Regions from separate parts of the Zea mays genome. Here regions 1 and 2 are each linked to region 3. Evidence: chromatin contacts called from public Hi-C data. All regions are on one chromosome and are shown on one strand. The core of a region is the stretch at or near the end of the contact, and the rest is flanking DNA. Distances in the headings are between cores, read along the strand shown. Region 1 holds the start of LOC103653462 (agenet domain-containing protein / bromo-adjacent homology (BAH) domain-containing protein). Region 2 holds the start of LOC100279373. Region 3 holds the start of LOC100285226.

Evidence for each region. Hi-C and Micro-C count contacts between places; a contact is called where the count stands out from the background.
Region 1: a Hi-C map of ear shows a contact between it and region 3, with 2.4 times the contacts expected there. The contact joins the promoter of LOC103653462 here to the promoter of LOC100285226 in region 3. A contact is called at or near these places in 2 of 25 Hi-C or Micro-C datasets (ear and tassel).
Region 2: a Hi-C map of tassel shows a contact between it and region 3, with 2.2 times the contacts expected there. The contact joins the promoter of LOC100279373 here to the promoter of LOC100285226 in region 3. A contact is called at or near these places in 3 of 25 Hi-C or Micro-C datasets (leaf and tassel).

Annotation. Positions count from the first base shown.
Region 1 is chr4:85,141,525-85,144,672 of Zm-B73-REFERENCE-NAM-5.0, reverse strand. It overlaps LOC103653462 (agenet domain-containing protein / bromo-adjacent homology (BAH) domain-containing protein), which reads right to left and starts at 1,375. Exons shown (of 6, transcript XM_008680358.3): 1 at 818-1,375. The coding sequence starts at 1,166.
Region 2 is chr4:85,167,748-85,171,089 of Zm-B73-REFERENCE-NAM-5.0, reverse strand. It overlaps LOC100279373, which reads left to right and starts at 1,941. Exons shown (of 6, transcript NM_001152389.1): 1 at 1,941-2,848; 2 at 2,943-3,134; 3 at 3,231-3,318. The coding sequence starts at 1,970. LOC100275334 reads right to left here and starts at 1,576. Exons shown (of 2, transcript NM_001149431.2): 1 at 1,349-1,576; 2 at 880-1,275. The coding sequence starts at 1,502. The coding sequence ends at 1,118.
Region 3 is chr4:84,864,741-84,867,972 of Zm-B73-REFERENCE-NAM-5.0, reverse strand. LOC100285226 reads left to right here and starts at 1,708. Exons shown (of 6, transcript NM_001158120.1): 1 at 1,708-1,775; 2 at 2,916-3,232. The coding sequence starts at 2,937.

The DNA.
Region 1 (3,148 bases), core at 126-2,625, 280 kb before region 3:
TGGAAGTAATGTTTCGCAGCCGCGGCTCCCTCCAACAGCCAAATGGAAAATACGAGGAAGCAAAGACATCTTCTTGCCACATATGGCTAGCTCCTAGACACGGTGCCTCTTCTGGCCAAATAAGGTTAGACAAGCAAAGCATCGGTGTCTCCAGCCTTCCCCCGTTACAGAATCCCCAAACAGCGATTACGGTTTCCCTTGCCCAAATCAGGCTAGGCACAGCAGGAAATGAAAGCAAAGCATCCGCATACTTTAAACTAAACCTAATCACAACCCTAGGATTCCGTAGAGATATCGCGTCCATAGAACAGCAGATTCGCTGAGCGCGTCAAGATTGTATAAACAGAGATCATCCTCCCTGACATCAAATATGCAAGAAACCGTGGACTGCAGCGGGAAATGATCGAGACGCGCGCCGGAGCCCAAATCCAGACATGGAGCACATCTTCTTGCATATTTGACGGAGCACGCAAATATACTGGAAGAAATCCTTTGTCGCCGTATTAACAAATCAACCGACGGTCCGCCAAGGAATTCCAGACATGGAGCACGCAAATCAACCGAAAAAATTTGTAAATCCCAAAAGCTCTCATGTTTCACGGCGCAAAACGAATCCAAACACGCACTCACGCAGAGAAGCGGAGCAGAACATGAACCGCCTTCAATCGAACCAAAACCGGAGCGATTTGAAAGCAAAAGATAGCACCAAATCGAGCCAAAACAGGACCAAACGCGCCGAGCTCGGAATCATCCAAATCTACATCCAACTCCAGAAAGCACAACCCGGGTCCCGAACTCCCCGGCACAGAAATCTTACCAGAAACGAGGGAGGACAGCCAGTCCACGACCTCCCGTCTGGACCGCCACCTCCTCGGAGCGCCGCCGTCCGCCCCAGCAGCCGGCAGAGGCGACCGTGATGGCGACGGCGCGACGGCGACCGCCCCGGCGGCAGCCGCGAGCGCGCGGAGGAACCGCCCCTGCACGGCGTACGACATGTGACGCGGGCTCCGCTCCCGCCCAACCACCGCCAGCTGCTTCTCCTCGCTGTTGCCGCGGAGGTAGTAGTGCACGAGGCGGCTGCCGCGGTCGTTGGACACCACCACCTCCTCCCACTGCGTCCACCGCCCCCTCGCCGCCGCCAGGGCCGCTGTCGCTGCCTCGTCCATGGCCGCCGCAGTGGGACGCTAACCCTAGATGGGCTCGGCTTGGTCTCCGCGTGTGGTGCGTATCGCGTCGCGTCGGAAGAGGTGAGGCCTCGCACGAGGGAAGGTCAGATTTGGGGAGAGAATAATGTGGGGGTGGGCGAAGAGAGAGGACGGGGAGGGATTTGGTCTTATTCGGGGCGTGGTTAAGACATTAATAACTATGCGTAGATAGTTAAATTTTTAAATTGTCTTATGTTATATTAGCTGAAGCATATATTCATACATAAATTATATATCGTTTTATCATCAGTCGTACCTTCAGCTTTCGGCTCCATCTAGTTGAATAAATTTGGTTGTGGCCGTGGTCGTGTTTTACGACTGCGCCAGGGCAGGAAACGTGCACAGGTAGAGGAGCAGCAGCAGCGCGCTCAGCCTTAGTGCATGCACAGACGGCCGCCGCATCGTGTCTTTCACTGTGGATAGGCGACGGAGAAGGCGGCAGCAACGGACGCGTACGTGTCCCCAGGCTGCATGACGTAGGTGACGAGCGTCGTGGCGTTGTCGTCGACGGCCGGGCACTGACAGAAGACGGGAAATGTGACCATGGTGCCGACGTCGAGGTCGGTGGGCACCAGCGTGGGGTTCACGCGCTCCACGGCTTGGTACTGTGTGAGGTTGTGCAGCTTGGTGGTGGAGATGATCCAGTAGATGTCCCCGGGCCGATCTGGTATTGCATCGGCGCGTACGAGCTGGGGGACCAGGAGGGGCAGCCGCACTGGAGCGGCACGAGCAGCGGCTGCCCGTTGGCGGGCACGGTCGTGGTGGAGAGGTTGTTGGCGTGCGCGACCATGAAGCGGCTGACGGCGAAGAGGTCACCGATGGTCGTGAGATCGAGCGGCACGCCCGCGAAGCCGGCGCGGTAGAGCGCGTACACCTGGTACAGATACGTGCGGTTGGTGGGTCAGTGCTTGCATAGTGTTCTGCGGCTTGCATGCAGCTGCTGCGAATTGCATGCTTGCATGCAGTGGGAGGGTAGGTGGCGCATGCCACGCGCGATAAGGGGAGGCGGGAGCACGGCATGGTCTACGTTAGCTTCTTAATAGTTAGTAGAGATAGATATATAGTATTTTGTCTAGTCTAAATTATCGTTTTAATTCAAAGCAAACAAACCAGCTGATGTTACTAACGGTTGGTTTGAACGTTTTAAGCTTTTTGGAATACTGATCATATAGAAATTTCATACGAATAATTTTATTTTAAAAAAATACATGAAACAGAAAAAAAAATCCATATTCTAAAGTGGTCTTATATGTCCCCATAATTTACGGTGCAATATGTATGGCTTGATATTGATCTAAACAAGTTACGGAAGTTCTCTATTTTTTTATAGGAGGGTTAGTTCTGACCTCAAGTTTTCAAAACCTTAATATTATTGTTTTTTATAAAACCTAGCGCAATTTCTAAATTGTTAGTCTTTTGTGATCGTTGATGTACTAATTATAGAGACTAGTGAAAATATATGTGTGGCACGCATGTGATAAAAAAATATTATATATACAAGATGTTTATATATATCTATATAATATTATATACAAGATGTTTACATATACCTATATAATAACAAATTTGTTTGAATATTGTTTTACAATATAATTAGTTATGATACATATTTAAATTCTTCGTCGTGTTATTATAAAAGGTCTAAGTGGTAACTAATTAAATATATAAATAAATAAAGTGATCCAGACAATGACCTAAAATTACAAAGGACATGCTGTAGTAATAGGAAGGATACGAAATCTCTGTTCATGTGAACGACGTTGCAATTATTTATTTTTGCGCTAAAACGACTGATATGTTCCAATATTGTAAGCGCGGACAGATTATTAATTAGTTTAGCCATTTCACAAAGTAATGTTCGTGTAGGAAGTTTAAGTATGCACAAAAGGAAGCATCTAGCATTTAAACAAACAGATATAGAATAACATTGATATTTATCACAT
Region 2 (3,342 bases), core at 692-3,191, 300 kb before region 3:
CTGCCTAACCTTAGTTCTTCAATTCGAGCGCCTAAGGTTAGGCAGATTGTGGCGCCTTAGGTAGAAAACCAAACATGCCCGTAGAATCACATCCCCTAATCCTACTATGGTACTCACAATGGTTACTAACCTTCATGAGAGGAATGACTTTAAAATACATAAATTTTACTGAAACAGGGACAAAACTATCGACAGGTAATAACACGAGGGGGTTAAATTGTATCACCAAATACTCACAACAGTTCAGCAGCATACAAAATTCACTCAGCAAAGACCATTCGTGCTTGGATCAACTGAAGCTAAGATGAAGCAAATAAGGATAAAGGAGGATGTGCTTCGCAAAACTCAAATCAAAAGGATGGGAGCATGCCAATACCACAAAGACCAGCTGCATCAAATTCATTTCCACAGATTTGTATACACTTCCTAGGCTACATTGTTTTAGCTTGCACATTGTAGGTTGTTACAATCTGTAAGCTGGGGGGAAAGCAAATCGTTGGACTGTAAGAGTCTGGCCTATGGAGTGTTGCAATCAGAGATTCTGAGACATATTTATTTCAGCTTGTAAGTTGCACTCGCAAGATAAAACAAACAGGATTTTAGTAAGCACAGATAAAATTTATGTTTGCTCTCTAATACCACCATCTATGTACCCCCATGAGATTCTTGATGATAAATGTGCACCAAATTCAGATGTGGAGGACACCAAGTAAATCCTGATGCAAAGATCGTCTGAACAAACAAACATTGAAATATTCCCCTACAGGCAGCCAATGAGCCAAATGAACCCCCATTGCTTACCATGAGAGGTAATAAGATCACTATCCCCAATCCTGACAAGCTAAGATACACAAACACGACCACACAACAAATAACAAGTTCAGAGCAGAAATCACTTCAGTATTCATAAATTCACCCAAACGGCGACGAAATTCTCACCAAACAACATAAAGATGAGGTGAATTGTATCATCGAATCCTCATAACCGTGCAACAACATACCACTTTTATTTAACCAAGGCCATAGAGTGCCCAGATAAAGTACTGAAGTTAACACGGAATCAGGAAAGGAACAGGCGAAACGGTTGCGAAAAGAGAGACGGAATGGAGCTGGATCCTCAATGAAGCTTGTGCTTGTAGCGCGCAACCTCGGCGTCGTTGGGAAAGAATCCCATTAGGCGCCCGGCGGAGTTCTGGTAGGCGTACATGAACCCTCCCATGACCCCGATGAGGCCGCCCGTGACCATCGACGGGCCCCGGATCCCCGGCTTGATCCCTGCACGGCAAGCACGGGTCTGAGCTACCGATGGGGGTGAAGTGAGAGATAAGGTTTGGGAGGGTAGGCGAACCGGAGAGGTAGCCAACGGTGACGGAGACGGCGGAGATGGTGGAGAGGCGCATGTAGTCGAGCGCAGAGAAGTTGCCGACCACCTTGGTGAAGGCCGGGTTCCGATCCACCACCGGGTACTCCGGCTTAGTCGAGGCGGTGATGTCGGTGTTCATCGCGTGGAGCAAGGGAGACGGCAGATCCCTCCGGTGACGCTGGCTGCGGCGGCGGTGGAGACGGCAGAATTTGGTCGCCAGAAGCAGAGGAGCTGGATGCGAGTGTTGTGGCCTACGGGATAAGTCGTGGCCTCGTGGGCCTGCTCATCTCATTGCTCAGTAATAATAGAAGCCATGGGCCTAACGAAATAAGCAGGAATAGAGCCCATCTCTCAGAACATGGGCTAAAGCGCTGATGAGGGTAACTTCCGTCGATGGGCTAGATTGCTCACCTTTGTTAATGACGTAGGGGCCCGCAGCAAAATAAAGCCCGGTCCATGACAGCATCATCGGAGTTTCCAAAGCCATCCTCGCCTCGCTTTCTCCGCCCCTCCTCACTGGTTTGCATCCCCATATACCCAACCAGGACCAGCCAAAAGCCCACTCTCCTCCTCGCCTCCGCCTCCGACATCGAGCACTCCTCTTCAATGGCGACGGCCCCCGCACCCCTCTCGCTCTCCGCCTCCACCCTGCCCGCCCGGCTCCGTGCCGGAGTGGTACCGGCGGGCACACGGTGGAGGCAGCCGCGGCGCGGGCGGATGGTGGTGCGCGCCAAGATCCGGGAGATCTTCATGCCGGCGCTGAGCTCCACCATGACGGAGGGAAAGATCGTATCCTGGTCCGCGGGCGAGGGAGACCGCGTCTCCAAGGGCGATGCTGTTGTGGTCGTCGAGTCTGACAAGGCCGACATGGACGTCGAGACCTTCCACGACGGCATCGTGGCGGTGGTCCTCGTCCAGGCTGGCGAGTCAGCGCCGGTGGGCGCCCCCATTGCGCTGCTCGCGGAGTCGGAGGAGGAGGTTCCCCTCGCGCTCGCCAAGGCTCAGGAGCTCTCCAACGGGCAGCCGCAGCAGGCGCCTCCTGCTCCGACGGAGGATGCCGCAGCGGCGCCGCCCCCTCTTCCGGCTGCGACGACTGCTCCAGCGCCGGTGGCCGCGGGGACGAAGGGCATTACCAGCCCGCACGCTAAGAAGCTGGCTAAGCAGCACAGGGTGGACCTTGCCAAGATTACTGGCACCGGGCCGTACGGTCGAATTACGCCGGCAGATATTGAGGCGGCTGCCGGAATCAAGCCGAAGTCAGAGCCCACTCCTGCTGCTGCTGCTGCGCCACCACCTGTGGCCGCGCCTTCAGTTGGTGCTGTGCCTCAGGCAGCAGTGCTGCCGCCGGTTCCTGGCGCGACTGTTGTTCCATTCACTACCATGCAGGCTGCAGTGAGCAAGAACATGGTGGAGAGCCTGGCAGTGCCAGCATTCCGCGTTGGGTACCCCATTGTAACCGATAAGCTCGATGAGCTGTACGAAAAGGTGAGGATTTGGAGCAGGCATGACTGCACTTGAAGCTCCTTTGTTTTTCTTGCCCCGCTTCCTGATTACTATTGGGCTGATTTGATTTTGACAGGTTAAGCCAAAGGGAGTGACAATGACAGTGCTGTTGGCGAAGGCTGCAGCCATGGCTCTTGCACAGCACCCTGTTGTCAATAGTACCTGCAGGGATGGAAAGAGCTTCACATACAACAGTAATATCAACATTGCAGTGGCTGTGGCAATTGATGGTGGCCTTATTACACCTGTCCTTCAGGATGCAGACAAGGTATATAGTATCTTTGTGATAAATTTGGCTTCACTCCGGAGTTCGGAGTTTTAGCAAACAAGTTCACCAAACAGTTTGTTGAATGTTACACTGTAGCTGGATATTTATTTGCTCTCGCAAAATTGGAAGGACCTAGTCAAGAAAGCACGTGCAAAACAGCTCCAACCAAATGATTACAACTCTGGTATGGAACTCATGGGCTCATGGC
Region 3 (3,232 bases), core at 459-2,958:
TCTCTCATAAGATCTCTCTGACTCACATACTACCTATTTATCCTCCTTTGGCATCAAGTACCAAAACTAAAAATGTAAGGCTTAGTCAGTGAGAAGGACGCTGACATGTTGATAGGGTGGTGTGTGAAGTTAGCACAAACTACTAGACACAAGGTGTATCATAAGAGTCACTATTTGTCCAAGGCTAAACGAGGGCAACCGAAGCTTGGTGAGTGATCAAAGTGGTGATCTCTAAAACTAATGTTGAAGTCAAAACCATAGGAGCAACCACAAACTGCTGGCACTATAGACTCTGAACTCATCATGTGGGACACTATAGGCGACAAGCTGATAGGAGGGCTTGTGCTAAGGAAGCCACAAATGCAGGCCCAAGTGCATGAGGTTCAGCTGCACAACCCCCCTAAATAATAATTTGTTATCCCTTACAATTATATTATTGAAAATCCATTACGGTAAAGAATTGGTCTCTTGAGTCAATCTTGTATGTCTCACACACATCCTTCCTAATTCTATGACATAAAAGCGTTCTAGAAGAGATTAGTAATTTAGAAAGGTCCTAGGGAGAAATATTCTAGATGGTTTTCTATATTATTCTATAATAGAATTCTAGCAAATAGGGGACATTGCGATAGATATGGTTCTTTATATATTCCATTGCTATATAATACATTATAACTCAAAATTATTGTAGTTTTTTCTTAGTGAGATAGGTCTCATTTTAGAGTTTGGTATAGGGCCCCGAAAATTGCTGGCACGACCTGCACAAATGAAGGAAGCCTCTTAATATGTACTGTGGAAGCTACTAGAACAAGAAGAGTTGGAGTCAGCGTATAGTGAGCTTGTCAGAGGTAATTGACAAGGTGCGAGTAGCTAAGACTATACGAGTAGTTTGAGTGATCTCCACTGTCGTTGTCGTCGAAGTTGAGACTGTCCCTGATGGTTGTCCTATTATTGTTGTAGCGAGGTGAACTGGAAAGGAAAAGCCATCCCAAACAACATATGTTAAGGCTATCTGCAGCAGATTGTGTAAAATGGGGGGTTTGCACTATAGATTACACTATTTAGAGCAACTCCGAGAGAAATCGTAAATCAACCCGAAAATCAATATTAGAGTAGCAAGTATTTTTCCTCGCTCCAACAACTCCCTCTTCCTTCTCCCAAAATATTCGTGCCCCGTATCTAGCTCATCCCTCCCTCATATTTTGGTGTAGCACACGACTCTTTTTTTGGTGCAGGCTGAGTCGTGCCGGCCCAATAAACAACTGAGGCAAACAAAGCCTAATAGCAATTGGATCATTTTTGGCCCATTTTTCTATTTTGACTCTTTGTTTAGGGAAATTGTTGGAGTACACATCATAATCTACTTCTAAAACTTTTTAGTATGCTCCCAATAATCAATTTTTAGAGAAATTTTTAAATATTTTTTTGAAGTTGTTTTTGTAAAGTGAAGTTTAAAATAAGGGATGAGATAAGATAGACACCTGACTTTGGAGCCCTCTTGACCATGTAGTTGGAGTCAAAAGACAATGACATGGGGTCCCACTACGCGCCTCGCCCGCGTGTCAGTTACTCGCAGCCCACCACGCCTTGCGCAAGAGGTGTTGGCGTGGGCCCTGGAGTCGCCGTGGCATTGAGCCATTGGCTCACTGACAATAGCCTCGCGCTCGCGTCCCGCTATAAAATATCCCCACGCTGCTTCGCCCTGCCCACCACAGCATCCGCAGTTCCCCGACCACACCGTTCCTCCGAGCCCAGGAGCAGCCCCGCGCCAGGAGGTTAGGGTTCCGATTTTTCTAGTTTTTTTTTAGAAATTAATCTTGCGTGCTGTGCTGCTTGATCTAGTTGCCTGTTCCTGGTACGGGAGATGCGGGAGTGCTGCGAGTTTTCTCCGCTTTTTTCTTATGTGATCTTTTTTCAAATGGTGTTCTGCGATGCGGCTAGATCCGCTTTGTCTCGAGTGCTGTTCGTTTGTTATGTTCGAGCTTGATCCGCGAGATCTGAGGTTTCGAGCGCACGGGGCGCGTAGATCCGCCTGATTCGGGATTAGTTTTGGCACATTGGCGAGATAACCGACTGCTGAGGACCTTTTGTGGGTAGCAACCGTGCCTATTACTGTTATCTGTTAGGGCTGTTTGGGTAGATTAGAAGGGGATTGAGGTGGAAATTAGTTTATTTCTCCCTAAATCCCCTCCATTCCCCTTCTAAGCAAACAAGCCTTTTTGATTGGTGATGCATCGTTGTTCAATTAAATTGTTAAATAAACTTACGGGCAGATCCGGTTGGTCCTTTTCAGTGATATGTTAGGCCAGTCTCCGCATGATTTTTTAATAGGCTGATAAGGTGCCATATATGTGCTTTTGATGATGTGGCAAGAGATGAAACCCTATCTTGGCACAATTATCAACTCTACGAGTCATGAAATTAAATGTCTATGCAATCATAGAATGAAACTTTTCATTGGGAGATGATGTTTCATTTAAGTTTTATTTCATTCTATATAATATATCAGTTTTGAAAAAAATGATTTGAAACTCCCCACTAAGATTCGCCTTAGGTAGTGTAAATAGGTTAGTTCTGTCTTATTCTCAATTTGGTTGATGGATTTGGGGATCACAACAGAACGAACAGATCATATTAGCTGCTTTTGTGGTGTCTGTTATTGTAATTTTTCAACCTGAACGTGAGTGCTGTAAGCTGTTGTTGGATTAGACGGCACTTCTTGGTGTGGATGTATTACTGGTTCAATGAGGTTTGTATGAGCCTCTCAGCAAGCTTATTAATAAGCTTGTTCTTAGCAAACATGAATGGGCTCAAGTCGAGTTTAGTGGCCAGCCATGTACCTTTCCCATATAATCATTTTAGTTGACATTTTGTATGTTTTTAGGCCATGACTTATCAGTTTCCTTCTGGTGCAGGAAGTTTGTTCTTTTAACAATATGTCGAGGGAGGAGAATGTTTACATGGCCAAGTTGGCTGAGCAGGCTGAAAGGTATGAGGAGATGGTTGAGTATATGGAGAAGGTGGCTAAGACTGTAGATGTGGAAGAGCTCACTGTTGAGGAGCGTAACCTTCTGTCTGTTGCATACAAGAATGTGATTGGGGCTCGCCGCGCTTCATGGCGCATTGTTTCTTCCATTGAACAAAAGGAGGAGTCCCGTAAGAACGAAGAGCATGTGAACCTTATCAAGGAATATCGTGGCAAGATCGAGGCTGAACTGAGCAATATCTGTGA